Regions from separate parts of the Mus musculus genome. Here regions 1, 2, 3 and 5 are each linked to region 4. A link is a contact called in public Hi-C, Micro-C and promoter capture Hi-C data. All regions are on one chromosome and are shown on one strand. The core of a region is the stretch at or near the end of the contact, and the rest is flanking DNA. Distances in the headings are between cores, read along the strand shown.

Region 1 (4,708 bases), core at 1,716-4,215, 230 kb after region 4:
CAGGCTTGTGCCTCACCTTTGACATTCCTGGTGTGCCTGCCTCTTACCTCATCTTTGCTTTGGGGTACTACTCATTTCTCCCTTTTCTGTCACAAGGTTGGACTGGGGACGATGGTGAAATGTGCCGTCATTAGCTAGAGACAGGTGCACGCTGGGAGATGATGTAAGTGCTAAGCAAACGGGGAGCCGGGCGTAGGGCCGCTATCACTACTACCTTTGAGCTTAAGTTTATCTTTATCTTCATTTCTAAAGTTTCCAGTCAGAGTGTTATGAGAACCAGAGCCCTGGAGCCAGTTGTTAATGTGCTTGTAGAAGAGAGTGGTGAGACCCGTGGGGCCATCCGTGAAGGTGTGCACAGCTTATATGTAGCTCATCCATCCATTCCTAAAAATTATTTGGGAATGTTTCTGTGACTAAAGTTATGATTTAGGAGTTTGTTTGGTTGAGTTTTTGAAGGATTGGAAGGTAAAAATGATACTGTGAGTTCTGAGTGATAACAGTATAAAAGGATAGAGAGAGATTAAATATTAAAAATGTTCTCTGAGAAAAATATGTTCTTTATGTATATATAGTAAACATAAATATTGCAATATATAACATTATATACTACATACTTGTATATACTATACAGAAATATACACACACACACACACACACACACACACACACACACACACACAAATATTATATATGCCATTGTCACCTCTCCTCCAACTCCTCCTAGATTCACACCCACTTCCTTACCCTCCCAGCTTTGTGGGTTTTTTCCTCCCACAAATGAAGTCAGTCTGTGCTACTCCTGTGTCCTTGGACGTGTGGCCTTCTGTGAAAGGCAGTGACTTATGGGAGCTATACTTTCCTTCCCAGTATATCTCCCAGCAGCTGTTACTTGTAGACAGTTCCTTGACTAAATGTGGGAACCCATGCCCAGCCCCTCTCTCTATGCTGGGGTTCATCTGGCTTTAGATGGCACAGGCCTTATGCATGCTGTCACAGCTGCTGTGAGTTCCTCTGTGCAGCTGCTTTGCTGTGTCCAGAAGATACAACCTCAGGTTGTCACACTCTTTCTATCTCCCTTTCTGCAATGATCCATGAACCCTAGGAGAAGGGAAGTTACAATATAGGTGTCTGATTTAGGGATGGGTGTTCTATAATCTTTGAATCTCTGTACCTTGACCAGTTGTGGGTCTCTTTGGTACTTACCATCTATTACAAATAGAAGTGCCTCTGATGAGAGACAAGTCATATGTTAGCTAGTATGTGTCTCTAGGCCAAGTGGGCAGGCTAGTGAAAGAACCATTATTGGAAGTAGTTTTAGCATATTTTTTTTATCAAACATGTCATATTGGAGTTCACTGTGTCAAAATTTCAAGCCACGCTAAATGCTTGCAGTGAGAGAGGGTGGGAGACTCCGGGTCTCACATAGCTTTGTTGCCTTTGCTTGCATAGAGGCCTTGGAATCCTGAGATCACTGAATAGTTTGCTTAGAAACAGTGCTTACCTTGAGTGCATGAAGCCCTGAGTATGTTCCCTGGTAAAACACCCTCTCTCTCTCTCTCTCTCTCTCTCTCTCTCTCTCACACACACACACACACACACACACACACACACACACTCACACACTCACACATAAACATACATACACATTCACACACACACACACACACACTCACACATAAACACACATTCATACTCATGCACATATACACACATACACAAAGCAATTAACTGGAGTTATTATTTATAGCTTAAGTGTTTTAAATTTCTAATTACTGAAAATATTAATTGATAATATTTGTGAACTTTCAAGAGATTAGAAACTTTCCTGGGTTTATATTGATGTATTGCTCCACGTTAGAGGAAGTTTGGTCTTTGTATGGACTTGCACACATCCTGTAATGGATGTCAGCATACATGGTGGTAAGTTACAGAGTCAGGACGATGGTATGAATGCTTAGGAAAGCAGATAAGTCTCAGGGGCAAGGTGGTCTCTTCCTATTTCAGTTTTTTTTTTTTGAGAAATAATATCCATTCATGTATTCTTTTCATTTTTTTTAAAAACCCAATACTACTTTAAAATGTTTTCATGCATTAAAATGAAGAGTTCTTTCATTAAAACTGTGCCCCTTTAATAGTTTAAGGATTCTTTTTAATTCTATCCTACTTTCCAACCTTATTTTTCTGTCTTGTGTTAGGAAACCCTAATAGGAGTTGTCTGTATATTGAATTTTTTCTTGGACATAATTGTTACTTATCAATCTGTTGTATATTTTAATCCTTTTTTCTCCTTACAGACTGGTGAATTTTCAGCTCGTTTTCTATTGAAGTTACCAGTAGATTTCAGCAACATTCCCACATACCTTCTCAAGGTAAAACTATGTATTATCAATAAGAGAATGCAAATCAGAATAAAATAAGAGAATACGAATACTGTGATCGTTTAGCTCAATATTTGTATGCCTTGTTTCTTCTTATTTTGTTCCAGATAGTGAATTCTAATAAGATGCTTAGTGCAGGAAAATCCGTTGGAATTGTTTTCTTCAGCTACTGTACTAACCTTAAAAGTTGTTTAGGCGTGAGGTTTTTGTTCAAGGTGATTATACATTAGTAGTGTAAATAAATTACACTTGGGAAAATCAGTTTGATTTAGTAATCTTACTGGGATGGAAGACTCATAGATTTTGTCCAAGGCATTCTACATATTAAAAATGCTTAAAAGGCATTTCAACTTCTTTATGTCAGCAACTGAACTCAGGTACCTTCAAAGTTGGGCTATCTCAGAGATTCATTAAACTAATTAGAACAGTATATATAGCATTTGTTAAAGTGAGATAGAGGCCCAGGGAACAGCTATTTGAAAGAGTTCCTTACATGCTCCATAGAGAAGAGGTAGTCTTCAAAAGACTACTTGTGGCTAGTGAAAGAAACCACATAGATCAGAGAGCAAGTTCTGAAAAGGAAATGCTAAGGCAGAGGCCCAGCCTACTCAGGTGAGGATTTAAGACTTGGCAGGCTGCCCTCAGTTCTTTCAGCCTGTCCTTCTTTAGTTTCAGTCTAATCTTTAAATGTCTCTGCCGTATTGTTTTGTGGTTTCTTTTCTGTGTAGCCCTGGCTGTCCTAGAACTCAATTTGTAGACCTAGCTGGCCAGGAACTCTGATATCCACCTGTCTCTGCCTCCCAAGTTTTAGAATTAAAGGCATGTACCACCACTGCCAGGCTGAAATTTTTGCCTTCTTAATTTGATGTTGTTCCAGAACTGATTGGATTTTAACTGCTGAGGGAAAAGAAATTAGTAATATCAGCCAGACTCTAGTAATGGCTAGAAACTTGCTGTGCTCTTTGAAGAGCATTTGCATTGGGAACTCCTTGGCATGCTGCTTATATTTGGATGTTCTAACACCTAATTCTTAGGTCTGCAACTGTTTCTGTTGGAATACAAATAAAGTTAACTCTTTGAGCTCCTGGGGTTAGCATATGCTTTGTCATGATGATAGCAGGTTGCCTCACTTTGCCCAATAATTAGCTGGTGAAGCAGAACTTGTGAGCACTGAGATAGCATAAGACAGCCTGCTGATTTGCAGCAGTGAGCCTCATTGCATTATGGAAGGTAACTCACCATCTACTCTTAAGTTCATATTACCAATGATAACAAATACACTTACTAATGGAGTTTTTGATGTTAGGATGTGTGATTTAATAAATATTCTATGATATGATTTCACTTTTTATTGTAAGTGGAAATGGCTCTTAACATGATAATATCTAACTTAAAACCCTGAATTTTACTTTGGTTGAGCTAAGTCAAGGGCTTAGATAAATGAATTACTCAAGTAAAAACTCAATCAGTAGAAAAACAGTTTTCTAGCTGCTACTCTTTATTTTCAAGCGCTAGAAATTGAACACAAACTCAGGTAAAGTAAAGGGAAAAATGCACTCTGCTTCTGGAGTCTGTCTGCACAGCAGCACACTAGCCCGCCCTTTCACAGGTTTCAGTTCGTGTGGATTGACCTTCCAAGTCTGTTTCTTTCAGGCTCAGTTCTCTACCCTATTTGATGTGCTTGTAGGGAGAAATTGTGGTCCATAGGACAGTAGAGAGGCCACTAATCATTGAAGTGTGATTATTCATCATAGTATTTCAACAAAGAAAGATTATTTTGTAATTATATACATCTGACCATGTAGTGACAGGCTCTGTGTCTGAATCCATGAATTTAGCCAAACAAAGATGAAATATTTGGAAAAAAATGGACGTCTACTGAGTGTGTACAGGTTCTTTGTTGGAGGAGGGTTATAATTACTCCATAATATGGTTTAGCAGTTATTTGTAAGACTAGATATTTGAAGTCTACGGGAGGATGCACATATATAATAGGCAAAATACTCTATCATTTTATGTCAAAAACCTAATTCTCAGGCAGATTTTGGCATCCATGTGGAGTCATGGAACCAGTCCCACAAAGATAGTCAGGTATGACTTGTCTCTTTCTTGTAAGAAAGAGTCAATCATTAGAAGATACTGCTCTTAAATTTGTTAGAGTGAAAACTGGCTCTACAGTCTTATTTTTACTATTTGTTTTGTGTGAAATACTAACCCTAACAATATAATACTAAAAGTGCATCGTCTTTTTCCTATTGTTTTCCTAAAACCTACACTTTGTAATGAAAGAAAAGATTCTAATTTTCCTACTAAATTTTTTCATTAATTCA
Region 2 (5,174 bases), core at 1,292-3,791, 250 kb after region 4:
GATGCTCCTTATAGAACAGGCATGGCATCTTTGCATGCAGGAATAAGAATCAGTTCCTAGCATTGTTAGCATTGTATTCATTGCCTGACAGTCCTTCCAGCTTCAGACACATTGGAATGATGAAAATACTTCAAAACAGGATTTTTGGTCTGGGATCCAATAGTAGTGTCAGAAGCATATCTTACCCCCTGCTCATTCTAAATGAGTTCAGTGAGCCACTTGACAGTGGGTGGGCCCCGGGTTGGTACTCGGTATTTATGATTCTGTGTATCTGTTGTCTTGTAGACAAGGTGGGTAATCCAGAAGCTGTCTCACTAGAAGTGTATTATAGTCTGTCCAAGAAAATTTACTGCTACCTTTTAACAATTTTATCATGAAAGAGCAAGGTTCACAAGCCTCATTAAAGCTGTGCAAGATCTGTTTTCCAAGCTGAATAGCATTAGGCAAGGGCCTACAATAATTTTAGAATGATTCAGTCTTCTTGTCATCATGCCTGATGTTGCAAACCTGGATACCAGCATGAGGCTACTAGTCACCATTTTTCAGAATCATCCTTTTAAATGACCCCAGTGCTCTAATATTGACCTGATAATTGATCCATAGACCCACATGCTTGGGAGTTACCACAAGGGACTGACATTTATGTTAGGGCACTCTGGCAATCCATAATTGTAGATAACCCATACTTGATGACACAGAGCTAAAAGTTCAAGTTACTTTATTTACTTCACTAGCACACTAGCAGTGCTTCATTATTAGATAATAACAGAGCACATTAAGGCAGATTAATTTCACTAGGAGTGTGAGAGAAAGCCATGCAAAATGAAAACCTACGAAGCAGAAAACTGATTCATTTGTAAGTATTGCTGCTGTGATAACACTTTTTCGCTTTAAAGTTATATTCTGGCCTTTAAATTAATTTTCTTTTTTTATTTTAATTAGGTATTTTCTTCATTTACATTTCCAATGCTATCCCAAAAGTCCCCCATGCCCCCCCACTCCCCTATCCACCCACTCCCACTTCTTGGCCCTGGCTTTCCCCTGTACTGGGGCATATAAAGTGTGCAAGACCAAAGGGCCTCTCTTCCCAGTAATGGCCAAATAGGCCATCTTCTGATACATATGCAGCTAGAGACACAAGCTCTGGTGGTACTGGTTAGTTCATAATGTTGTTCCACCTATAGGGTTGCAGTTCCCTTTAGCTCCTTGGGTACTTTCTCTAGCTCCTCCATTGGGGGCCATGTGATCCATCCAATAGCTGACTGTGAGCATCCACTTCTGTGTTTGCTAGGCCCCAGCATAGCCTCACAAGAGACAGCTATATCAGGGTCCTTTCAGCAAAATCTTGCTAGTCTGTGCAATGGTGTTAGCGTTTGGAGGCTGATTATGGGATGGATCCCCGGGTATGGCAGTCTCTAGATGGTCCATCCTTTCGTCTCAGCTCCAAACTTTGTCTCTGTAACTCCTTCCATGGGTGTTTTGTTCCCAGTTCTAAGAAGGGGCAAAGTGTCCACACTTTGGTCTTTGTTCTTCTTGAGTTTCACGTGTTTTGCAAATTGTATTTTATATCTTGGGTATTCTAAGTTTCTGGGCTAATATCCACTTATCAGTGAGTACATTATTGTGTGAGTTCTTTTGTGATTGGGTTACCTCACTCAGGATGATGCCCTCCAGGTCCATCCATTTGCCTAGGAATTTCATAAATTCATTCTTTTTAATAGCTGAGCAGTACTCCATTGTGTAAATGTACCACATTTTCTGTATCCATTCCTCTGTTGAGGGGCATCTGGGTTCTTTCCAGCTTCTGGCTATTATAAATAAGGCTGCTATGAACATAGTGGAGCATGTGTCCTTCTTACCGGTTGGAACATCTTCTGGATATATGCCCAGGAGAGGTATTGTGGGATCCTCCAGTAGTACTATGTCCAATTTTCTGAGGAACCACAAGACTGATTTCCAGAGTGGTTGTTCAAGCTTGCAATCCTACCAACAATGGAGGAGTGTTCCTCTTTCTCTACATCCTCGCCAGCATCTGCTGTCACCTGAATTTTTGATCTTAGCCATTTTGACTGGTGTGAGGTGGAATCTCAGGGTTGTTTTGATTTGCATTTCCCTGATGATTAAGGGTGGTGAACATAACAGAAAAAAACCAATGCAAGGACGGAAACCACGTCCTAGAAAAAGCAAGAAAGTAATCCTTCAACAAACCTAAAAGAAGAGAGCTACAAGAACAGAATGCTAACTCTAACAACAAAAATCATAGGAAGCAACAATTACTTTTCCTTAATATCTCTTAATATCAGTGGACTCAATTCCCCAATAAGAAGACATAGGCTAACAGACTGGCTAAATTAATTTTCTAAAGAGATACTAGCTGCACATTGAGAGTCTGCTCTGTGATGGTGACTGCTGCTCTGGCTTGTCCCCAGAAGCAACAACAACTGGCAGCTGTAGGAACTTTAGTTATAAGATTGTGCCTTAAGAGGTCTTCCCACTGCTGGTTCAGTTTTACTTGCCCCTTGTTTTCTTAAGTCTAGACAGCTGGTTCTTTCCTTTCTTAGATAAGGGATGGGCAACTTTTCTTGTATACAGCTATGGCTGCTGGCCAAAGTCCTTGACTTGGGTGGTTTTTTCCAAGGACACTTGTCTTTTACTAATCTGGTAGAATGTTTTATTAAAAAAATAATTTTCCATGTTTGTGCTTTATTTTGCAATAGAAAGATAAGATGATTTTTTTGTTTTCGTTTTTGAGACAGGCAGGGCCTTATTCTGTAATCCTGGCTAGCCTATAAGTATGTCAACTGAGTTGGCTTTGAACTTAGAGATCAACATGTGCCTTTCTCTGCCTCCTGAGTGCTAGGAAAGGTGTATACTACCATGCCCAGCTGTAAACAGAGGCCTTAAAATGCAGTGCAACGGGGGATTGGGGATTTAGCTCAGTGTTAGAGCATTTGCCTAGCAAGCGCAAGGACCTGGGTTCAGTCCTCAGCTCTGGAAAAAAAAATGCAGTGCAACACTGAATGTATAGGTTTTAAGGAATTATGGCACCTACATGTGCTTTGCCTAGTTTTGCTTGAGAAGCCTAGTGCTGTGAATTCTGTATTATTGTAAAAAATATGCTGCAGGGGCATCTTTGGAAAGGAATTCACCCATGCATTTAATAATTAAACTGTGATATGAGTTGGGGATTCTACTTTAAACACACACACACACACACACACACACACACACACACACAGTGAATAAGGTCTGTTTTCACTGTGCTCATCAGTTATATCAGCAATTCAACAAAATAAAAACGTGTTTACTTTTTTAGTATACTGTATAGGAATACTATTGCAAAGATGTATATCTAAAGCTATTAATATTCTTCTTACTAAACATTTGTCAGTAAGTAGGATATTAGTTATCAGTATACTTTAATTTATTACTTCCTGACTTAAAACTGTGTGCTTCCATCACAACCCAGTTGCTGTGGGTTAGCTGCCAGGTTCCATGTGGGCCTGTTTTGTGATTGCAGCCAGTTTTAATGGCGGCACTTTTAGTCATTCGAAGTGTTTTTAGGATGAGAGGACCCATTTTCATGATGTCTTTTGTCAGGAGATCTAATGGTTGTTGACCCAACTGCAGGCCTCTCCATCAGCAGGTTGATTGTTTTAATAGCATGGTAACTGATTGAAGAGTGGAGAGGAGGGGAGAGGAGGGGAGAAGGAGAAGAGAGGGGAGGAGAGGGGACAGGACAGGGGAGGAAAGGAGGAGAGAGGAGGGGAGGGAGAGGAGAGGAGGGAAAGGAGGGGAGGAGAAGGTTAAGTGAGGACTCCCTGCATGGCCTTTAATGGGCTCATGTCTGAACTCATTGCCCTTGGTTTTCTTCTGTTCACTACATCAGAAGTTCAGTACAGAAAGTGGTGGGCAGGGCAGGGTGGGGAAGCAGCAAATACAGTTATCTTAGTCCAGGTTCAGCACACTCCTTAAATCCCAGCATACGCCTTTAATTGACTCTGGAGGCAGAGGCAGGCAGATCTCTGTGAGTTCAAGGGAAGCCCAGTTTACAGAGTGAGTTCCAGAACAGCCAGGGCCACACAGAAAAGAAAAGAAAACAAAACAGAGAAAAGAAGTTTGGTCCAGCCCACACTTAAGAGGACTAGGATACTACTCAGTTAAACGTGTCAAAGAAGCTGCAGATATATGTTTAGACTACAAGGGTATAAAGAAGGTGGGTGGAACAATGGACCCTGGGATCTGGGAGTTCCTGAGTATCACCTGTCCCTTCAGCCACTCATGTTGGGGGTGTGTGTACTCTAGGCAAATACAACACTGAGCCTGGGCTTTGCATTTTATTTCTTTCTGCTTCGATTTGGAACACTCTGTATTGCAGTTTGTACTTAGTGTAGGCATAGATTTTTTTTCAACCTACTTGAATAAGGGTTCAACCTCCCCTCTAGTCTACCATCCACCAGAGGTAGTGGGAAAGAAAAGTTATTAGGGCCCAGGGGAAGTAGACACCAAATATGAATCAGCAGCTGTAGTCTAGTCCTCTTGGCAGACATCACATATGAACTAACAAGGGCAGTTCAACCCAGAAAAACCTCAGGGCTCACCAGCCAGCCTGAGGCCACAGAAGCAACAATAAGCCACAGAAAGCTCAGGAGGAGTTCTTTGGTGAGTTTCTTCCTATGGAGTCAGCACAGGTGAAACTCAGCAATGCAATGTAAGGTGAACCAATGCTGGCTCCCATTCTCTGGGGGTTTATATTTATATTCCTTCCGAAATCATGCATTCTTTCACATGTTTGCTGTAGAAAAACATCCTTTCATTTGTGTGTGCTTCAGGAAAACATTTTTTTCATGTGTCTGCTTTTGCAAAACATCTTTTCACCTGTAAGCCCCAGCAAAACATCATTTGACATAATATACTTACAAAGAATCCAGAAGTTTCCACGTCAACTTGGTTCAAATATTTCTATTTGTCAGATATAGCCCTACATATTGTTTATTTCAGGAGGAATTGAAGTATGAGGAAGTTTATGAAGCCATCGAGCTCAAATTCTGTGGAAGGAAACATAGTGGTTGAGTGTGAAGTGGAAGATTAGAGAGTTTATGGTCGCTCTACAACACCATAAGACCCCGGTTCTTAACTTAACTCCCTAATGGTGCAACCCTTTACCACCTTTC
Region 3 (4,716 bases), core at 876-3,375, 130 kb before region 4:
GGAGGCAGAGGCAGGTGGATTTCTGAGTTTGATGCCAGCCTGGTCTACAAAGTGAGTTCCAGGACAGCCAGGGCGACACAGAGAAACCCTGTCTCGAAAAAAAAAAAAAAAAAAAAAAAAAACAACAACAACAACAACAAAAAACAAACAAACAAAAACAATTCACACCAAGTTTCTCCAGGCTGTTCTGTGAGGGTGCATTTTGTGGTGATCTGTGCCTTGTGGTACTGTGATGAGGTTTTTTTGAAGGCAAGCCCAAATGACCATTTACAGAATGCTTTGTTGTTGTGTGGGATGTCAGGCGCAGGTGAAAAGGAAAAGGAGAGGGCCAAAGGAAAGAGGAACGTCAAGCAAGAAGAAGATGAAGACTATCGCGAGCTTCCTCAAAAGAAGCACAAGCTGTATGGTAGGGTCTGTCCTTCCATGGGAGACCGAGCTTCACCCTTTAAGGCTGTAGAGAAAACGCCTTTGCATTGGAGGCTTGATTGGCTTTGGAGACCCTAGAATTTGAGTGAGGGAATGACCTTCCCCTGCCTTCTCGTGCCCTTTCGCTCAGTCCTGTGGAAAGGAAGGAAGGTCAGGAGGTTGAGGGAGTGGGGCCTACTGCACGGGATAGAAGGAGAAGGGATTTGCGAGATTTCTAAGTTTCCATCTTATGTAGGGAGGAAGCAGCGGCCTAAAGCTCAGCCTCACCCCAAACCCCAGGCTCGTCGGGTCCGGAAGGAGCCGCCAGTCTATGCAGCAGGTACTTATCTCTTTGAATATTCGTGTTATCTCTGTGAGGGATGATGTGCCGGTTGAGGCTGTCACCTATTTCTCCCTCTTTCTTACCTCCCTTCTCTCCCTGTCTCTGTGAGTAATTGAACCCAGCACTTCACTCCTAATGGGCAGGCATCTATCACCAAGCCTCGCCTGCACTTCATGAAGATCACATATGTTGAAGTTTCGGCACTGTATGCCTTCTGAGCTGCCTAGGTCTGTCCCTTGTACAATCCTGGGTTTCCTTGTATGTAGACAGAAAGCATTACAACAATGAAATTTAAAATGACATAAAGACATTTAGCATGGTCTCGGGCACATGAAAAAAATCTCAGATAGCAGTTTTGCCTATCTCAGTATCTTTTTCTTACATCATGATCTGGAAAGTTGTCCCTAGTTCTGATTCACTCCACTGGGCTTGGGAGTGAACAGATGAGTTATTTCATGGGGATGTGGGCCGAAGTTTCTGAAACTCTACAGTGAATGGAAACAAGTTATGTTTGGAAGCCATGTACTGCAAGAGTGTGTTCATCGTCATCAAACCACTTACAGTATTGCCCTCAATTGTGGACTTAAGCTGTCTGTTTCTGAAGAATGCTGCAGATTACAGTGTCCCATTCTTTCCACTGTAGGCAGTATGGAGGAAAAGTGGTACTTAGAGATCATGGATAAAGGCAGTGTGTCCTGTCCTACCTGCCAGGCAGTGGGGAGGAAGACCATAGAGGGTTTAAAGAAACACATGGAAAACTGCAAACAGGTTAGCTATTTTGTGGCATTTCATGACTGTTAGGATTTTTTTTCTAAACTATAGACTTCTGGTACTGTGTGCAGTCTATTATAGCTAACTTGGGGTAGCATTGAATGGTAGAGAAAACAGACTTTGCACGTACAGGCTTGGGTTTGCATGTTTATTTAATTGTACTACTAGTTGCATTTTTAATGTGTATACATGGAATGCAGAAAAAAGTGACAACTGCTTTAATGTGTTCATCGTTGTATATCATTGTGCGCAGACACCTGACCCAAAGAGCTAAAGGGAGGAGCTTGCTTTACATCAGGGTTTGGGAGGGTAGAAGCCCTTCAGTGGCCAGGGAACCAAACTGGCTTCATTGACTCATCTGCAGGTACCATGCACTTGGGTCAGAGCTTCTCACAGGGCAGTTGAATCAGTACTGGAACAGGAGGGAAGCGGGGTCATAACCTACAGAGGCCTGCTCCTAAGTGACCCTGTGCCACCAGCCAGACCTCTCCCCTTCCTAAATGTTCCACAACCTCCCAAAACAGTGACACCAGCCAGGGACCCAGTGTTCCACACACAAGCCTGTGGCAACATCAGGTTCAAGCCAGAGCACAATGAGGAAGTAGTGACGCGTGCTAGTGACTAGCTCAGCTTATGGTGTTTTGTGACTTTCTGTTTCTCCTTTGAACATTCAGGCACTGAGCACTGACCTTTTTTCCTTTCAGGAAATGTTTACCTGCCATCATTGTGGGAAACAACTTCATTCACTGGCCGGAATGAAGTATCACGTCATGGCCAATCATAATAGTCTGGTAAGAGTTTCCTGTGTTCTCTGTGAGCCTGTGTGATGATTATAGATCCACATACACATGCATGCATACATACAAACACACAAATACATATTTATTTAAAGGAAACGTTTTTTAATTAATTTTTAAAAATGCAAGGGATATGGGGAAAACTTTTCTTTATCCACTGGTAGTGGGACTGTGAATTGATGGAGCCACCATGTAAGTCAGTATGGAGATTCCCTCAAAGCCAAAAATAGAACAACCATTCCTGTGCACATAGCTAAAAGACTGTAAGCCACTGTATCAGATACTTGCACCCCAGGTTTATTGCTGTATAATTCATGATCACCAGAAATGATGTAAAAATCCCTCCCTTCTGTCCTTCCTCCCTCCCTCCCTCTCTTTCTTCCTCGGGTTTTGCCCAATAGTCCAGGCTGGCTTGAAACTCACAACTGCAGACTGGCCATGAGTTTGCAGCAATCCTTCTGCCTCAGCTTTCTTACACGCAGGAGCCTATGATCACTGTGTGTATTATTTTACTGCACCCCTGGCTGGCCCTCAAACTCCCTGTGGAGCTGAGGCTGACTTTGAACTCCTAATCCTACTGTGTCTACCTCTCAAGGACTGGGGTTACAGAAGTGTAGCACTGTACCTACCTAGCTGCATGCTCAGTTAACATGTGAGAATGTCAACCTTTTGATCATCAGGGAAAGGAATATTAAAACTGTGGCAAGAAGCAGAGAGTTAAAAGGTTTCACAGTGCACAGGCTTATACAGTTCCAGCTTTTAGAAAGCTGAGGCAGGAGGATAGCTAATACAAGGCCATTTGGCAGGGCTACATAGTGATTGTCTGAAATGATGAATTTTTTTTCTTTTTTCCTCAGAAGGGTAACAATGGGGACAATAGGCTGGGGCCCCTAAAGAGCTTGTGAGCAGTTATCCACAGAAGGAAATACACTCACAAGCAACAGTTCCACTTACAGACTGGAGACCCAGAAACAGCAGGATGAGGATGTGGGAACTGTAACAATGGCATCATGTCAGCTTAGTGAAAACAGCAAAGACATCTCTAGCAGATTAGAGGATGGTGCATGCAAAAGACAGAAAATGAGTGTGATTCAGATACATTGTATGAAATTCCCAAATAATCAATAGAAATATTAGGTTGGGAGAAAAGTAATAAATCTTTAAAAAAAGAAAGCAAAAGAAAGAAGTATCCTAGGCCTGGTTTGTCTGTGTCTACCATGCCACCTCCATCTTGGTATCCTTGTGTCAAGTGAGAGACTAGAAATGTCCAGAAGGCTTCGAGGGCTGAGGGGAGCTCTGTGGAACCTGGGGAAGATGGAGTATCTGGCAGAAGGCTGGCATATAGGAGACCTAAGGCCCAGCTGTAGCTATGACATCTGGGAAGTCCTCCTGGGTAGGAATTCTTGGGGGTGGGTAGAGAGAGCACCCCACCACTGGAGTCTTCTCTGCTGAGAAAAGCATCTCGGAGACTGTAGGCTGGACGGTGAGGACCTCCCATCCAGCCCCAGTGGCTGCATTCAGAGCACTTGTTGCTGGTGCTGTAGCATAGGACGTACAGACTGTCGCACACCCACACCTGGTGCTCCTTCACGCTGCTTGGAAGCCCAGATCAAACAAGCTGTAGCCAGGGCAGCAGGCCATCCGGAAATACTTTCCCAGTTCATGCTGCTGATCCTTGCTGTGGATCTTGGCATGAAGATGCAGGGAGAGGAGCTAGCAAATCACTAGCTTTTCCATCTCAGCTGGGGTTCTGTGTTTGGGTAGCTCTTACTTAGTACAGATAGTTCAGTGAAGCTGGCTCTGGCTCTGTCACGTCATAGGAAACTATGTAAGACTGTTCACTGCTGGAATAGCACAGGATGGAATTTTTGAGCTGGGTTTTCATAGGTACTTGTGTGTTTAAGTTCTCCTCTACTGGGGGTGGGGGTGGGGGGGTAAGAGGTCAGAACTCAGGTATCCATTGCATTTACTTCATGCCATCCAGAAAATGGAGCCAGAACTCAGACTCAACAGCGTCAGTATGGCTCATAGTTAATTTCTTGATTGCTCTGGAGGGGGCTGTTTTGTTTTCTGTTCCTTGGATCACGTTTACTTGCTTCTTTTGACTCCAGCCAATTTTGAAGGCAGGAGATGAAGTAGATGAGCCAAGTGAGAGGGAGAGGCTGCGAACAGTTTTAAAGAGAATGGGAAAGCTCCGGTGCATGCGTGAGGTAAGAGCCGAGGCGGCAGACTGTCCTGGAGTCTCAGGTCTGTCTTCCTGTTGTTCTTTCCCCTTGCTCACCCCTTTCAGGTTTCTTGCTCCTCTGCCCCCTGGTGGCATAGGGTGGAACCTACTTTTCCAGATGTCTTGCAGTTCTTTATTTTTTTCTCCTCTCCACAAGTATATTCCCCATCGTCCTC
Region 4 (5,322 bases), core at 227-2,726:
AAGCATGCCCACAAACATAATCAGACAAGCAGCACAAACCTCAACCTAGAAGATAGAATCTAGCACGGAGAAGGTGAGAGGGGGCTAAGAGACCATTGTTGAGGGAAACACTGAGGGGGCGAGCTGGACAATGCCCAGAGAGACCAGTATTTCAACCTACATTTTAGGTTGGCTTTATGCTCGTTCTTACAGTTTCTGGAACAGACAGCTTCCTAAGGGCATTTCCTTATCTAGGTGTTTGACAGGCTCAATTGGATTAGCTCTGAAGGGACAATTAGTACGCCTTTGCTCTTTACCAGAAAACCTCTAGCTAGATAGTAATCGTATGGTCGTTTGGACAGTTTCAGAATGTCATGGCTCCACCCGGGCCTGCTCTTCTAACCTGTAATCTAAGTTCTGCAGCTTTGGTTCCTCACTTTACAAGATGCTGATGATGAGGGAGGAGCCCATCCTTGGCTTTCAAGCCTTCTAGAACCTGACTAACAGCAATGTATATCAGTAAAAGACATGAACTGGGTATGGTAGAGAACACCTGTAACCCCAGCACTTAATAGGCTGAGGCAGGAGGGTTACTGTGTGATCAGGGGCTAGTCTTGTTTACAGAGTAAGGTCCTATCTCAGCAAACATCTTCATGATAATAACAATAATAATAATTTAAAAATAGAGAAATTGTGTGTAATGATAGCTAATATAGCCTTTGAGTCAAGTATATTGTCATAGGTTCTTTTTCTTTTAATTAAGAAAAAGTTGTGGGGCACATGCCTTTAGTCCCAGCACTGAGGAGTCAGAGACAGGACAGCAGGGTTACATGGGGCTGGGGTGATGGCTCAGCAGTTAAGTATACTTATTGACTGCTCTTCCATAGGACCTGGGTTCAATTCCTAGCACCCACATGGCAGCTCACAAGGGCCTGCAACTCCAGCTCTAGGAGATCTGACTCCCTCTTCTGGCCTCTTCCAGAACCAGAGTTGTGAGCAACCTGATGAGGTGTTGGAAGCAAACCAGGGTCTTGCAAGAGTAGTAAGCACTGTTAACTACTGCGCCATACCTCTAGTCCTAAAAAGCCTTTTAAAATATTTTTAACATTTATTTATTTGTTTAGTGTGTGTGTGTGTGTGTGTGTGTGTGCGCGCGCATGTGCGTGTTTGCACATCACCCCCAGATGTCACAGGCCTACATGTGGAGGCTAGAGGACGACTTGCAGGAATCTATTTTCTTTCTCTACCATGTGGGTACCAGGGATGAAGCAATGTCAGGAGAGTGGGGAGGACTCTGGCAGCTGAGCACTTCTTTTTCCATGGATTTGAATCTAAAGAGAGACTGTTGGGTGGAGCCTGGCTGGAAGGAGAGAGACAGCCTCCCCCAGATTTCCAGCTGCCCCAAGTGGTTGCCTCACAGGCTGTTACTTAACTCTCCTTACCACTTCCTGGGGTGGGGAAGGGAAGGGTGGAGTGTAGCAGCTGATGCAACAGGCCAAGCAAAGCTGCTGTTGTTCTTTGAGGACAGAGGCAAGGCCAGCAGGGTTGGGCTGTCCTGGGCTGCAGCTGTAAGACTCCGCTCTCTGAAAGGTCTCAGCTTCCTCTTCTTGCTGTCTTTATTACTGAAATGGGGCTCACCCTCTGACCCTCTAAATTTCTCTGTTAGGATTCACCTGCATTCATTCACAACTTCATTAACTTGAAGCCATGTCTGCTGGGAACACATGCAGTGGGGTGTTCAGAAGGGGACAGGCTGATTGGAGGACCTGCTCCCACTAGATCATGCTTCCCAGGAGTTCTTCCAGGGGGAAATGGATCCAGCCAGAGGGATCAGAATGTGTCAGATCCAAAAATGTCTTCTGTAGTGCCAACAGCTTCAAAACACACCTTGGGGAATGCACTTTCTGTTTAAGGACACATCTAGCCATTAGAAATGAGCTATGTGTCATTTTCTCTTTTCCATTACACATACAAACACACACACGCACACACACACACACACGTGTAGCTGGGGTGATGTTTCAGTCCAGTGTATCTTAGATGTGCGTGCATGCTTGTGTGTGTGTGTGTGTACATATATATGTATGTATGTATGTATATATGTATATATATATGGGGCATGATGGCTCAGTGGGTAAAGGGCACTTGCCACAATAGTGTAGCAATCACTTAAATTCAATTTCTGAGGCCTAGATACAGGTAGAAGGAGAGAATAAACTTCATAATGCTATCTTCTGACTTTCACTGAAAAGAAAAGAAGCTGTGGAGGTACACAGAATTTGGCTGACCAGTAAGTTCCTAGGATCTATTGTATCTTCCCATGCCCAGTGCTAGGGGTCCAGATATGCCTGGAATTATTATTATTATCATTATTATTATTACTACTATTATTTATAGGCATTCAGATATAGCTCCTTGAGCAAGAGCAGTAAGCGCTTTACCCCCTGAGCCATCTCAGCAGCACCTAGAACATATATGTTGAATGTAACATATAGAATTCTGTCCTGTGTGGGAAAATTCACTTCTAAATCTTTCCCCAAGTCAGTTCATTCTGAGATGATTAATTTGGTTAATATATGATTGGCCCCTTTTCTCCTTGGCATCGAATAACTAAATTTAGAAAGAAGCCTTGAGCAAGGTAGCTTATAATTTAAGTGCACATTTTATGATTATACACTTGTTCACATACAGGGGTATGCAATCAAATGTGATCATCTGGACAGCCTGAAATAGAGCAATTATGGTGTTAGTGCAGTGGGGCAGGAGCTGGGGGCCTTCTTGTGTCAGCCATCACCCTGATTTATGGATGGTTTTATCTCATTAACCTTTAAGTCCGGAGCTCATGAGTGACTCTTGGAACTGCAACCTACGTGGAGGCAACCGTGTAGTTCTCCACATACCAAACTGAATTGGCCCAGCCAGCACGAGTCATAGACAGCATCTTCGGAAAGGCTTTGCATCCGGCTGGAGAAGGACCCCACTTCTCTCTCTTACCAAAGGCTTTGCCTCCTTTTGTTTCAGATCACTAGTTGAAGCAAGGACCCTGGCTTTCCCTTCTAGCTGAGTACCAGATTACATTTAGGCCATTTGAATCTTTAAAAGCTGCTTCCTCCAAAGAGATGGTGGCTTAGTTAAGATTACTACTGCTGTGATGAAACACCATGATCAAAGCAACTTGGGCAGGAGAGGGTTTATTTGGCTTAGGCTTCCACATCAAAGGAAGTCAGGACAGGAACCTAGAGGTAGAAGCTGATGCAGGGGCCATGGAGGAGTGCTGCTTACTGGCTTGCTCACTCATGGCTTGCTTAGCTTGCTTTCATACAGAAACCAGGGATAGCGCCACCCACAATGGCCTCGGCTCTCCTCCATCAATCAGTAATTAAGAAAAGGCTCTACAGCCGGATCTTATGGAAGCAGTTTCTCAGTTGAGGTTCCCTCCTTTCAGATGACTCTAGCTTGGGTCAAGTTGACATAAAACTAGCAAAGGCAGAAGGAAATAGATGTGGATTGTTGTGACAATCCTTGTTTGGATCCGATGTTGCAGGGTCCTGTGGATGGCGACAGCCTAGGAGAGCACCACTGTGCACCTGCTGGGAGGATTAGGGCAGTTGCAGTGAAGGGTGCCTGCTCCCACTGTGGCTGGAGACAGACTGGCTTCCCTTACCCAGTTCTTGCTTCTGGGACTCAGCATTTACAGAACTGTCACAGGGACCAAGCCCCAGGGCAAAAGCGGTTATAGCTTTTCTTCTTCATGCAGCTCCACAAGTCTCCAAGTGAGTGAGTGAGCTTGCTACTTTTTGTGACTGGGTTGAGGTGATGGTCTGGGTGGACCAATGAAAGGAATGTAACAGGAAGTTTTAATTCATGCAAGAAGCAGGAAGCTCTTCTCTGCACTAAGCTGTGCTGGCTATAGCTGCTAAAGGAGACTTCTGGTCAGAAAAATGGCTACCTCTACAAAACACTTCGCTACTCTTAAGGCATTTAGAGTTAAAATTTATTATTATTTTCTGCATAATATGTGTGCATGATACACGTGTGTGTGCATGTGTGTCTCCTGTGAATGTGCTGAGGTTAGAGGACAATACTGTCATGTTACTCTTCTACCTTTAGCTGGGTTCCAGGGTTGAACAGAGATACCCAGGATTGAGTGGCAAGTACTTTACCCATTGGACCACCTTTGGTTGTTGTTGTTATTCTTAGAGACAGTGTCTCAGGTGGCCCAGGGCTGGTCTTGAACTTGCTAATTAGCTAAGGACCATGGCTGGCTAGCTTATTTCTAGACTTGTTATATAAAGGTAACCTTCATATGGGAAGAAAAGAAGATTCATTCATGTTACATTTCAAATAATTTTCCAAGACAGGGAAGTACTTTGGATAGAAAAGCCTAAGCCAATGAGTGGCCTCCACTGTGGTTTTTCTGAACTTCCCCGATCTTGGTGCATGGCAGGATATAGATGTGGTATTCTCAGGTGTGGGGCTTCACCTTCCCTGGTTGTGATGGGAGTTGTTAGGGTCAGAGCCTGGGACCTGGCAGCCATAACGAACTAGGCTCATCTACCTGTCCCCAGTGGAGAATTAGTGAAAAGCAAAAAAGGAGATTTATTTAATGTGGTCACACTGGGAAGAACAACCAGAGGCCCAGTGCAGTCTCCACCGGTGTCTTAGGTCCTGACATGAGGTTTGGGTTTAAGGGTTCCGTTTAAGAGGCAGAAAGGGCCAACCGATCCTTGTCTGCGCATGCTCCCTCTCACCATCGTTCACACAGCTCCGTTTTCTCCTGCACAGTGGCTGCCAAGTTGTGAGAACTCTGTGAGACCTCTTTCCTGTCCCCTTTGGCTGGCACAAAGCTTCAGCCCTTTCCTTCTTTCAGATTGAGACTCCTGGTGAGATTCTAACTTCCGGGGGCGGGGTCCTTTGTCTCAATAGTTCGGTGGGCATTGGAGGGGTGCACATGTCTCTTTAGGGCATCTTCATCCCCATCAGGGTTGCTAAAGTTCCTTTTTTGTTAATTCCACACGAAGAACAAACTCCAGGGCTGGCAAGTGGAGACACCAACTGTAATCCCTTTTCCTTGGTTTAGTTTGAAGATAGGCTGGATTGTCACATGCAAGAGGATTTTCGTGTGGGTTGTCAAAGTGCCAAAGTGCTGTTCTAATGTCTTTTGACTCCTATCCAGCTAAGTGACTCAGTTCTGGCCTCACAGACCCTCCACAGGCTCCCTCTCCCTCCCTCAGGGGTGCAGGTGTGTCCCCATGTGGGGCAGACGCCAGGAAACTAACCACAATCTTCTGGCTAGGAGAGCATGCTCCTGCCTTGAAGGCAAAACAGGGTAAGAAAGCAGGC
Region 5 (5,002 bases), core at 1,886-4,385, 170 kb after region 4:
ATATGAACAGTTATATCTCTCTGTGTTTTCTCACAGAACTGTTTTTGAAATAATCTGAAAATATGTTCAGATTTCACCCCTAAATACTTTAGTCTGTATTTTTCAAAGAAAGAACAGATTTTAACATGAAAAATCTTAGGGCTGGTGTCATCATAAAGAAATTTTAAATAGTTACAGTGGTCTTTCTTTCTTTCTTCTCTGTCATGTTTTTATTTTATTATTTTATTTATACAGGGTCTCACCATATAGGCTAGACTGACATCAAATTCTAGAACTTCTAACCTCAGCTTCCTGAGTGTTGGGATCACGTAGGGCTCAATACCAATCTCTTAGCTCCTTGGAGGTGATCAAACAGTACCAATTGCTATATCTAGTTAATATTCTTTCATCTAGGGTACTTTGTATATCTTAAACTTGTATTTTGTTCCATACAATGTTGGCAGCTTTAGAGAGTCCAAGCTTGTAGCTCTCTTGGCTCTCTCTCAATTTGATGTGGGGTTTTTCCCTGCAGGGTTTATTTAGGTGAAACATTTGGTCACACGCTTGTAGCAGATCATGATGTTCCCCTCAGTGCTTGACCACGTGCTTCAATTTAGATGGCTTCTTCCAAAGTTTTCCAATACAAAGATGCTTTCTCCTTAATTAGTAATTTATGAAGTGACCTTGAGATCACATATGATCCTTTACTAATATTTTGGTGGGTGGTTTTAGTATGCTCTGATTGTCCCATCTTAAATAATTTATTTCTGTCTGTTTATAGCTTTTTTTTTTTTTTAAATATTTTTTGTCTTAAGATAAAATCTCTCAGATTCCAAGGTGTATTGGGACTGTCTGGTATGGTATGAGGTGTTTCTTTCTTTTTTTTATATATTTTTTATTAGGTATTTTCCTCATTTTCATTTCCAATGCTATCCCAAAAGTCCCCCATACCCTCCCCCCCACCTCCCCTACCCACCCACTCCCACTTTTTGGCCCTGGCGTTCCCCTGTACTGGGGCATATAAAGTTTGCATGTCCAATGGGCCTCTCTTTCCAGTGATGGCCGACTAGGCCATCTTTTGATACATGTGCAGCTAGAGTCCGAGCTCCGGGGTACTGGTTAGTTCATAATGTTGTTCCACCTATAGGGTTGAAGATCCTGTGTTTCTTAAAAGGTTCCTATGTTGAGGTTTGGTCCCCAGCTTGTGGTGCTATTTAGAAGTGAACGGATCAACAGTGAGTTGACGTGTCAGTGAGGTAACAGTTGGAGAGCCTATCTGGAGTCAGAGCCTACTGGCAGTGGTGACCCTGAAGGGCTTCTCTTGTTATAGACCCTTTTCTTCTGGCTCAGTACACTTACTAGTTCCCACAGGCAAGTAGCTTTCTCCACTGTACCATTCCATCTTGTCTCTCTCGCTGCTGTCTAAAGCAGCAGATCCCACTGACCATGGACTGTACCCCTGAAAGCATAGGCCTGACATGATCTATCCTTCTTTATGCCAATTTCCCAGATAGGTTGTCACAGGAAAATAAGACTCACTAATATGAGGGCGAAGTCTCTTAACTCTTTCTGTGTCACTGATACTGCCTACCAGAGTATGTATATATATATATATGCTTCATATTTTTTGAGTGATTGAGTGGATTTATAAATGAAGACTCTTTCAGAGATGAGTAAAAAAGCCCTGTATCCCATCAGTTTAATGTAGATTTTTCTATTTACATTTTCCTTTTCTTTATTTTCCTTAGGCACAGAGCACTTGATTGCCATCCCCACCTCCCCCACACCCCCAGTTGCTTTCCATTTCAAGACTGTTTTCAGAGTCTACTGAAGGGCGATGTCTCTCTTTCTTCCTTGTAGATGCAGAGCTGCTTGGCATGACTTTCCTTTTCCCTATTTGTGATCGACATTAGACCATTAGCCAGGCATGATCCCAGTACTCAGGAAGCTGAGGTGGGAAGGAAGGGCTAGACATTGATGCTAGTCTCAGCTACATAGTGAGAGCCCACCTCAGAAAAGAATAAAGGTAAGGAGATGTAGCCATCCTTTCGATCTCTCTCACAGCAATGTTTACCTTATAGAAATGGAGACGAAAGTGTGGAGTAGTCCAGAGGTAGCCCTGAGGCCACATGTTTCAGAGAGTGGACACGAACCCAAATTCACCCTGATCCTTAGCACAGCATAAAGAAGATGACAGCAGCAACATCTCATTTGCCACTTTCCTGCAGTTTTGTTCTCCCAGATTCATTTGTTTTGAAAATAAGATTTAATTCTTAACTAGTTTTTAGGACTACAGCCATCATAAAAGATGGAGACAGTCTCTTTTCTTTTTTAATGAGGTCAGTTGCATCACAGTCATTAAAGAAGAGCTGGTAATAGATGGCACTAATGAGACAGCTTCTGAATATGCATTGGGAGATTACAAAGACTAACGCTTTCTGCAGGAGAATATTCATTGCTTATTAAAGTAATGCTAATTTTTAGCAGTTGGTTTAGAATATTGTTATCTTATGCCTTGAAATAAGTATACAAAAATAGGGGTTAAAAGTTCACTTAAAACTTAGTTTAATATCTGAGGACAGGTCATTCTGTGCCATTCATTAGGCTGAATTTCTTAGAATCAGTGACGTAGTAGAATCTTTCAGACACACCTAAGGGTCATGTAGCTTAGTTTTCTGGAAACTGTCCTCTCTTTTCTCTGCCTGTCCCGGGCCAGGACCTTGGGCCTGATAGACATTAGACATGTGCTTTGTCACTGAGATATTTAGTCCTCATTTTACTTTGAGATCGTATATTGCTAAACTGTCCACGCTAGCCTTGGACTCGTGATCCTCTTGCCTCACCTCTTAACTGTTTGCATTGCAAGCATGCATCTGAAACCCTGACTCTGTAAACTGCTAAAAGATCTGTTTTTTTAAAAAAATTTTTTATTGTTATAATTAATTATTATTTACCAAATGGAGATAGGATAGGTATTGTTAAATTAGTTAGGGACTACTGTGTAGAATGTTGCTAACAGGGTATTTAGCATCCGTGTAGAAAGTTAAGGAAGAAAGTGATTTATAGGTATGTTTCTATCTCTCCTCATCTCTCCAAGGTCTTACTCTGGTCCAGACTGGCCTAAGACAACAGTTCTCCTGCCTTGGCCTCCCAAGGGCTAACTGCAGAGAACAGAATGTACTGGCCGATGGACTGAGCACATTTCGCTGGAACTGATCATGGAAAGCTGGGTGGCTTTTCTCTCATACCTTCTTTCATCCCTTTATGTTCTTCCTCCTGCCTCAGGGTTTGCTCCTGTACTGTCCAGGTCTTACTACTTGCCATGTGTAGCAATAGACGCTGACATGTGACCAGTCTGAATTGAAATGTAATGTGTGAAATACATGGCAGATTCTGAAGTGTTATTATTTAAAAAAAAAAGTCATATATCTCATAACTCTTATATTGATTATCTTTTTATATTGATTATCTACTTTTATATTGTTTATATTGTTTCATTTCATGTATGTATATATATATGTGTGTGTGTATATATATATATATATATATATATATATATATATATTAATTTAACCATTGGGATTAATTATCTGTTCAAGATAGGGAAGAGTAAACACCCTCTACCTCATCTTTCTCACCATTTGTAAGTAAATCCCCCAGAATACAGGACATGACTGAGGACTCTGAAGAAGAAATAATTATTGACATATGCAAGAGTTTGGCTCGATCTTGCACGTCTTAAAGCTAACTGAGAGAAGCGCAGATGAAAGCTTCCATGTAACTCTATTTGTTTGATGTTCTGGAAAAGTAACTTTAAAGGGACAAGGGGGAGAGCAGAGGCTGTTGTCAAAGAGGAAGAGGAAGTGTCAAAGTCTAGTCATAAAGGGTTGGAGGAAGGCTGTTCTGGAGAAAGAATTAGTCTGTGCCCTCATGTTGGTGATATTGTACACAGGTATATCTGTGATAATGCAACTTTTGTAACATCTAAAAAGCAAATTTACACATAAAAAAGTTAAAATTAAATTTCATTTGTTTCCATTTTACTCTTTGGTGTTATTGCCAGTGAGTCCAAACGGGTGACTCACACTATTATTTGTACCTTGTGGTGCTCCCATAGTGGAAATGCCAAGTCTGGAGAGAGGGATGCGCTGAGAGGAGGTCTTGTAAGAAGAACAAAGACATGGAGATGGCCCACGTTTAGTTGTCCCTATTTTCATTTTTTTTTCTACAAATGTATTTTCAGTGCCTAGTACATGAAAACTATACTCCTCAGATGTAATTCCTTATAGTCCGTTTTCTTTCATAGCAGAAAAGACACAGTCCTTCAGGACAAAACACGCCTTGTACAATAAAATCATTGCCATATTAATTATTGCTCATCAGTGATGTCTTCCAATTTGTAGGCAAAATGTTATTTGACAAAGCTTTTCAACATATTAATGAGGATATCTTTGGGGTCCATATTCAGGTTGAAAATTACTGAGTTGATATTATTGTTTAAATGTTTTTTTTTTTTCCTCCAAGAGGCACTGATATATTGATCTATGGATATTGTAAAGGTGATGTCCTGGTGGGTGGCCTTTCTTTTTCTCAGCTTGATACAAGCTAGAGTTATCTGGGGAGAGGAACCACAATTGAGAAATTGGTAATTGATAGCAGAGTGTTGTTGAACCCAGATAACTGTATTCAAATTGTCCCAGTGGTGTCAGCAGTGTTCCTTGATACCTGCCCCAATGTTTTGGGTTCTCAAATGAAAGACACACACACACACACACACACACACACACACAGCCTTATATTTTAAAATGGCTTAAACAGCTCAATGGTTGGGCCACTTCCAAACCTCTACATGGCTAAAACACTCCCCTCTGATATTCCTGAGTTATAACTTACTAAAACCTGTATTCCATCTTGGCTGTCCCAGACCCAGACCTTCAACCCTCTCAGGCTGAGTTCCCCAGCACCTACATGATGGCTGTGTTCTCTGTCTGGCACACCCCAGATGTGGCTTCTACTCCTTTCC

Evidence for each region. A called contact is a pair of places that touch in the nucleus more often than the background predicts. Capture Hi-C pulls out chosen DNA fragments and counts their contacts.
Region 1: a contact with region 4 is called in a Hi-C map of CD8 T cells, with 1.6 times the contacts expected there. The contact joins two enhancer-like sites. A contact is called at or near these places in 8 of 484 Hi-C or Micro-C datasets (the C10 cell line, CD8 T cells, bone marrow-derived macrophages and 4 more), 5 of 115 datasets of contacts at active chromatin or transcription factors (acute myeloid leukemia, embryonic stem cells, memory CD8 T cells and 1 more) and 1 of 9 other capture datasets (adipose tissue).
Region 2: a contact with region 4 is called in a Micro-C map of granulosa cells, with 2.5 times the contacts expected there. The contact joins two enhancer-like sites. A contact is called at or near these places in 2 of 39 promoter capture datasets (the C10 cell line and macrophages), 4 of 484 Hi-C or Micro-C datasets (CD8 T cells, embryonic stem cells, granulosa cells and 1 more), 10 of 115 datasets of contacts at active chromatin or transcription factors (acute myeloid leukemia, embryonic stem cells and memory CD8 T cells) and 1 of 9 other capture datasets (adipose tissue).
Region 3: a promoter capture Hi-C map of adipose tissue shows a contact between it and region 4. The contact joins two enhancer-like sites. A contact is called at or near these places in 2 of 115 datasets of contacts at active chromatin or transcription factors (effector CD8 T cells and memory CD8 T cells) and 3 of 9 other capture datasets (adipose tissue, liver and pancreatic islet).
Region 5: a contact with region 4 is called in a promoter capture Hi-C map of adipose tissue. The contact joins two enhancer-like sites. A contact is called at or near these places in 2 of 484 Hi-C or Micro-C datasets (embryonic stem cells and granulocyte-monocyte progenitors), 5 of 115 datasets of contacts at active chromatin or transcription factors (effector CD8 T cells, embryonic stem cells and memory CD8 T cells) and 2 of 9 other capture datasets (adipose tissue and liver).

What each region holds. Positions count from the first base shown.
Region 1 is chr5:31,828,791-31,833,498 of GRCm38.p6, forward strand. Babam2 (BRISC and BRCA1 A complex member 2) reads left to right here. Exons shown (of 12, transcript NM_144541.1): 6 at 2,295-2,369. Among named protein-coding and RNA genes, the nearest start is that of Babam2, 130 kb to the left of the region's middle. Within about 2 kb of position 2,966, at least 38 of the 459 cell types and tissues checked have an H3K27ac peak or open chromatin away from gene starts, as enhancers often do. A contact at or near this core is called in CD8 T cells and memory CD8 T cells, where this site is marked.
Region 2 is chr5:31,846,655-31,851,828 of GRCm38.p6, forward strand. All of the region lies in intron 6 of Babam2 (BRISC and BRCA1 A complex member 2), which reads left to right. Among named protein-coding and RNA genes, the nearest start is that of Gm52770, 150 kb to the right of the region's middle. Within about 2 kb of position 2,542, at least 7 of the 459 cell types and tissues checked have an H3K27ac peak or open chromatin away from gene starts, as enhancers often do. A contact at or near this core is called in granulosa cells, where this site is marked.
Region 3 is chr5:31,465,931-31,470,646 of GRCm38.p6, forward strand. It overlaps Zfp512 (zinc finger protein 512), which reads left to right. Exons shown (of 14, transcript NM_172993.3): 4 at 302-406; 5 at 662-745; 6 at 1,392-1,516; 7 at 2,224-2,310; 8 at 4,428-4,526. Among named protein-coding and RNA genes, the nearest start is that of Zfp512, 16 kb to the left of the region's middle. Within about 2 kb of position 2,126, at least 57 of the 459 cell types and tissues checked have an H3K27ac peak or open chromatin away from gene starts, as enhancers often do. A contact at or near this core is called in adipose tissue, where this site is marked.
Region 4 is chr5:31,601,130-31,606,451 of GRCm38.p6, forward strand. All of the region lies in intron 2 of Gm38424 (a long non-coding RNA gene), which reads left to right. Among named protein-coding and RNA genes, the nearest start is that of Gm38424, 6.8 kb to the left of the region's middle. Within about 2 kb of position 1,477, at least 197 of the 459 cell types and tissues checked have an H3K27ac peak or open chromatin away from gene starts, as enhancers often do. A contact at or near this core is called in CD8 T cells, adipose tissue, granulosa cells and 1 more, where this site is marked.
Region 5 is chr5:31,768,931-31,773,932 of GRCm38.p6, forward strand. All of the region lies in intron 3 of Babam2 (BRISC and BRCA1 A complex member 2), which reads left to right. Among named protein-coding and RNA genes, the nearest start is that of Babam2, 73 kb to the left of the region's middle. Within about 2 kb of position 3,136, at least 4 of the 459 cell types and tissues checked have an H3K27ac peak or open chromatin away from gene starts, as enhancers often do. A contact at or near this core is called in adipose tissue, where this site is marked.